2 separate regions of the Rattus norvegicus genome follow, and region 1 is linked to region 2. Evidence: chromatin contacts called from public Hi-C data. All regions are on one chromosome and are shown on one strand. Each heading gives the region's core, a stretch centred on a gene start, on an enhancer-like site or on the middle of the called end of the contact. The rest is flanking DNA. Distances are from core to core; before and after follow the strand shown.

Region 1 (2,700 bases), core at 61-2,560, 90 kb before region 2:
ATGCCAAAGCCCACGTCAAATGTCACTGTGCCCAAGGCCCCAAAGGAACAAGGCAGCAGCTACCACAGTCTCTTCTAACCTTGCACAAAAGACTGTTTTACTCCAAGGCCCTAGAGAACTATTCCAGGCATTTCGAAGGGAAGTAAATAGGCGATAATGTTCCTGCCCCAGAGATGATGACACTCTAGAGAGGTTATTTCGTGAAACAGGGACTGACTCCATAGGAGATAATAGATCTGAGGCGGGGCAGGTAGGGTCTGAACATGCAGTTTAGAGGCGGGGTCAAGAGGGCAGTTGACAAAGGCAGGAATAATTAAGAGCAGAGATAAGACTTTCTAGGTTGTTAAAATCCCTTTCCAGGGTCTATGGTCCCTAAAAAGTTAGGTGTTGCTGTTCTTTCCATTGTACGTTGAGGCAAACCTTTAGGCTTTAGGCGGAGTGGAGATGCTAACAAGGTCATCGGTGAGTGGCTGAATCCTAGAAGCTGAAGGGATCCCAGTGCCTATCGAGGGTCCACACTCTACTGTAAAGGGGGGCGGGGTGAGAACGTTAGCTGAAAGTTTGCAAGATCAAGGTCACACTGAGCAGCCTGCCGGCTGGTAGCAAAATTCCCATTTTGGCCTTATCTCAGGTGGGTATGAGGGCTGCCTCTTGTAGAGATCATCCAAACGGGCACCTCTGCTTAGGGATGGGGAGCGCTGGGACAGTAAGCGCAGAGCTCCGAGGGAAAGAAACAGAAGGGAGGAAAAAGATGCATCCAGAGTTCTTCAAGGTCGCCGCAGGCCCAGGGCATAAGCGGCCCTGTCGGTGGGAGCGTCGAACAGCTCTTCTGGGCGTCAGGCGATGCGCGTGGTGGTCGCTGATCCGACCCCTACAGATCACCCACTGGGCGCTTCCTACGCGTGGGTGGCGCGAGCTGCTCTTGCAGACCTACTCAATGAGTCTTGGCCTATAGACTAAGCAGAGCCAGGACCTGAGGGGCGTCCGAAGCGACGCGTCTCCCGCTCCGAACTCTGCCTGTGCGGCGCACGCACGAACCGGCTCTTGGCTGACGCTCCCTGGCAGCCGGGTGGTGGCTCCGCCCAATCCCTGCCCAATACCACAAGCCTCCGCCCTAGCTCCTTCTATTCTCCATTAGGCCCCGCCCAGTTTTTTCATAAGGTCCCGCCCCAACCCCGTCCATTTTCTACAGGGACCCCCCCCCGCCCTCTCGCAAATTAACCCCGCCTCCTTACCCGCCCAACTCCCCGCCCTCTCCACCAAGGCTCCGCCCCATTTTGCTATGGCTCCGCCCAAGTTCCGCCCCCGCTCCGCCTGCCCCGGGCCCGCTGAGCGGCGCCTGTCCGGGATGCGGAGCCCGGACGCCTGAGCCGCGGCGCGACCTCGGCGCGGGAAGTTCGGGCGCCGCGCGGCGATGGAGGCGCCCGGCAGCGGTAGTGGCGATGGCGGCGGGGACCCAGGCGGGGACGGTGCGCATCCCGATGCTCGCGGTCCCAGCTCCGGGCCATGCGCGGCCGCCCGCGACTCGGAGCGCCAGCTGCGCCTCCGTCTGTGCGTACTCAACGAGATCCTGGCCACCGAGCGCGACTACGTGGGCACCTTGCGTTTCCTGCAGTCGGTGAGCTCCCGCCACCTGTGGCCGGCCGGCCCGCGCTGCGCTTTTGTCTGTGGTTCCCCGCCTTGTGCATAGTTTGAAAATGGTTACATCCGCGGGGCCGCTGCCCGGGGCCGCCCCGCTGGGGGGCCAGTGAAGGGAGAAGCCCGGACAGGGGCTCCTTAGCTGCATCGGGGACCTCTGGGCTCTGGAGCCTTACCCCAGCTCGAATTGCAGAGCTACAGCCTTAGACTGCAAAACAGCATCCGAGTGCGTCCGTGTACCACGCACCTTACACCGGTATCATCAGGCTGTCCCGTTAATGGGCTCATCAGTACGGCACTTATATTTTCTGATCCTTAAGATCAGGGAAGAGTTCGGCTCTAGAGAGGTTGAGTCCCTTGCTCTGGATAGTACTGCAGGCCGTGGGGTTGGATGCAAGGCGGTGACCCAGGGCAGCCCCGCGGGGGCTTTAAACACCGTTGCGTAGTTGCCCTGGTGTCTCTAGTGAGAATGAGGAAGGGGCCACTTCCCTACCCTCCTAGGAAGTGAGAAAACTGGAGGGGGTGAGATGGGCTGGTCTTGGAGACCTGAGGGCTTTAATCTCCGTGCCTCCTGCTGGGGCCGCTTTAACTCCCTTCTTGGGTTGGAGGAAGTCTTAGCCCTGATTCAGGAAGGCGTGTGTGTGTGTGTGTGTGTGTGTGTGTGTGTGTGTGTGTGTGTGTGTGTGTTTCAGAGACCCCCTCCACTCCCCAAATCACACTGGAGTTCTCTACATTTGGGAGAAAGAGACATTCAGTGGCTTAAGGATGCAGGGGAGTCTGTGTGAGGTCGGGGGTTCCCACTCCGGGAGGAGGGAGTACGAAGGGGGGCACGCTGTGTAGAAGCATTGAAAGACGTTTGGCCCAAGGATCCTTCTGGAAAGGCCTGTGAGAATAAGACAGGGTGGCTTTCTTTTCCATCTCTTCCTCTCTTACAGTTGTGTGTGTGTGTGTGTGTGTGGGGGGGGGGGAGAGAGAGAGAGAGAGAGAGAGAGAGAGAGAGAGAGAGAGAGAGAAGAGAAGAGAAGAGAAGAGAAGAGAAGAGAAGAGAAGAGAAGAGAGAGA
Region 2 (2,700 bases), core at 125-2,624:
ACCCAGCCGCTGTCCCCTGCATCTGACTCCTGGACCCCTGGAACTCTAGTGAGACCCAGTGGTCACCATTCTCCCGAGGTGCTTAGCAAACAGCTCGGAGTTCCTCTCAGAAATACCTCTTTGGGCCCCGTAGGTTCACACAGCAATGTCACTTTGGGTGTGGGTCCCTGAGTTTTCAGGATGGCAGTCTGTCTCCTTGGACCCTGGTTCTGTTCTGCCTTTACCCAGAGAAACCTGAGTTCGGCTGAGTTCTGAATTCAACAGGGATTTCTCACCATTTACCATGTAGGTCGTAGGTCCCAGGGATCAAACGGGGTTGGGTGCAGAAGCCGCCTCCTTTGATGAGACATCCCTCTGACTGCCTCTCTAAACCAATTTTATTTTTTAAAGAATTATTTTATTTTACCTCTGTGTGTGTGTGTGTGTGTGTGTGTGTGTGTGTGTGTGTGTGTCTGTGTGTGTGAGTCCACATGCACGTGAATGTGGTTGCCAGAGGGGCCAGATTCCTGGGAGCTGGAGTCACTTGGAAGTGAACTCAGGTTCTTTGGAAGAGCAGCAGTTGTTAAACTGCACATTTGGACCCTCTCCCGCCCCCACACTTCACTTCCTTATCATTCATTCATTCATTCATTCATTCATTCATTCATGTATGCATATGCATGTACCATGCATGCATGGTGTATGTATGGAGGTCAAAAGGCCCTTGTGTCTGTCATTAGGTACCTTCTGTCTTTTGTTTGAGACAGAACTCTCACTGGTCCTTCTTCTAGGGATCTACCTGTCTCTGCCTCCCACCTCACCATCTCTGGGCTTATAGGTGCATATGCTATGCCTGGTTTTTTAGATGGGCTCTGAGGGTCCACAATCAGGTTCTCTCTCTTGCAAGGCAAATGCTTTACCCACTGAGCTGCCTGCCCCTCAGCCCTGGATTGTCTTTTTTTTTTTTTTTTGGCTAGTTTGGACATGGTTCCGCCATCTCTCCTTCCTGCCTTTGGGACGTGTCCTTGGGGACATGATGGCTCTGATCCAGTCATGATCCAGGCTGCTTTACGTGTGAGTGTGTCTGAGACCACATCGCCTGACCTAGATCACAAGGGCTTCCTTCTCTGTTCTCTTCCCTCGGTTGTACGGTCTTGGTTCTTCCATTTGGAATTCAGCCCACTGAGTTAGCACTTGGTAAGGAAGTGGCCTGGTTTGATGTTGCACTCCGATGCACCGCCCGGGCCTCCTTTCCCAGGAGTGCCCTTCACGGTTGAAAGTGAACAAGTCTATACATCGTGGGGTTCTCTCCGCTGCTCAGTTCTCTTCTGCCGCACTCCGCACCCCTAAGAGCTTGACGAGAGTACCTAGAGGAAGCACGCACAAGGGTGGCTCTTGGTTCTTGGAACTTCGTGGCGTGGGGCCAACACTCCCCTGTGGCCAGAGACACCAAAGTCTGCACTTCCCCTGCAGCTTGGCCCGTTACCAGCTTGTCCTTTATGCTTAGTTTCTGTTCCCACCCTCATTGCTGACCTCAGGCAGAAATAGGGGTAGGGGCAGTCAGCTGGGAAAGGGAACTGAGCCTTTCCTCCTTCTGAGTGCCCAGCATTGGCTGCCTGTGGGGACCGCTCTGAGAGTGGCTGAACTTCCAGCTCAGGCCGTAAGGGATAGGAGACAGGTGCTGTCTGTGAATAAGCTGCCGGCCATTCTGGCCCCCTGGGACTTTTGCGGGGGGTGGGGTGGGGGATGACCAAAGTGTGGCTGGTGCTTGGTTGATCCCTTGTTGTCCTGAGCAAGCTGGTGGCTCTGAGTTTAGATCCCAGCCCCTCCCCCCCAGTGGCTTTGGCTGCCACCAGTTTCCTTTGCTAGATAGCCTATGACCTGTCTTTCAAGCCAAGCCAGGGGACTCAGGGTGAGGCTGAGGCTGAGGAGGGACTGACCCGTGCTTATCCAGTTAGTGGCCAGAGCCACGCTGGTACCCGTGCAGGAGAGGCAGGGGACATTGACTGTGAACACAGGAAATAGAGAAGGGTATGGTGGCAAAGCCGGGGCTGTCTGGTGGGTGGGGTGTCTGGTTCAGGAAACTTCTCTGATGCTGTCCTAGTGCCCTGACTGAGGAAGTCGAGGGCCTGGCACAGGCACTGTCACCTCAGCATCATCACCACCGCTGCTGGCCCCTGAGCCTCCTCCACGGCTCACCTACCACACCTGGTGATGGCTGACTGGGATCTTTTGGTTGAGATCGGCCAGGAGGTGAGTTGGTAGAGTGATAGACTAGGATGCAGGAAGCCCTGACTTCTGCCCTCGGCACTGCACAAACTGACCGTGGTGACACACGCCTTTAATCCCAGCTCTCAGGATGCAGGGGCCGGAGGGTCAGGAGTTTAGGATTCTTCAATGACAAGTGTGAGGCTAGCCTGGTCTTCATGGAGCCACGTCCCTGGAAAACACTGTCCAGCCCTGATAACGTTCCTGCCTGTGTCTGAGACAAGGGTCAACTGATGGCAGCTGGGCTGGATGCTTTATGCACTCTGTCTTGTGTCCTCTGGGCGAGAGGCCTGTTCGTTTATTCAGGGTGAGCCTTGAACACATACGTAAGACAAGTGGTTATCACTGAGCCATGCACGAGCCCCAGGGGGCATTTCCCCCTGTCCATTTCACTAAGAAAGCTGGGGCAACCAGGGTCTGTGGCCACCTCTGTGGCCTGCCCATCTCCCTGTT

What was found. Hi-C and Micro-C count contacts between places; a contact is called where the count stands out from the background.
Region 1: a contact with region 2 is called in a Hi-C map of liver, with 1.8 times the contacts expected there. The contact joins the promoter of Prex1 here to the enhancer-like site in region 2. A contact is called at or near these places in 4 of 12 Hi-C or Micro-C datasets (Schwann cells, liver and prefrontal cortex).

The regions. Positions count from the first base shown.
Region 1 is chr3:175,874,374-175,877,073 of GRCr8, reverse strand. Prex1 (phosphatidylinositol-3,4,5-trisphosphate-dependent Rac exchange factor 1) reads left to right here and starts at 1,310. Exons shown (of 40, transcript NM_001135718.2): 1 at 1,310-1,618. The coding sequence starts at 1,415.
Region 2 is chr3:175,784,410-175,787,109 of GRCr8, reverse strand. All of the region lies in intron 5 of Prex1 (phosphatidylinositol-3,4,5-trisphosphate-dependent Rac exchange factor 1), which reads left to right. Among named protein-coding and RNA genes, the nearest start is that of Rnu6-760, 76 kb to the left of the region's middle. Within about 2 kb of position 1,374, at least 9 of the 93 cell types and tissues checked have an H3K27ac peak or open chromatin away from gene starts, as enhancers often do. A contact at or near this core is called in liver, where this site is marked.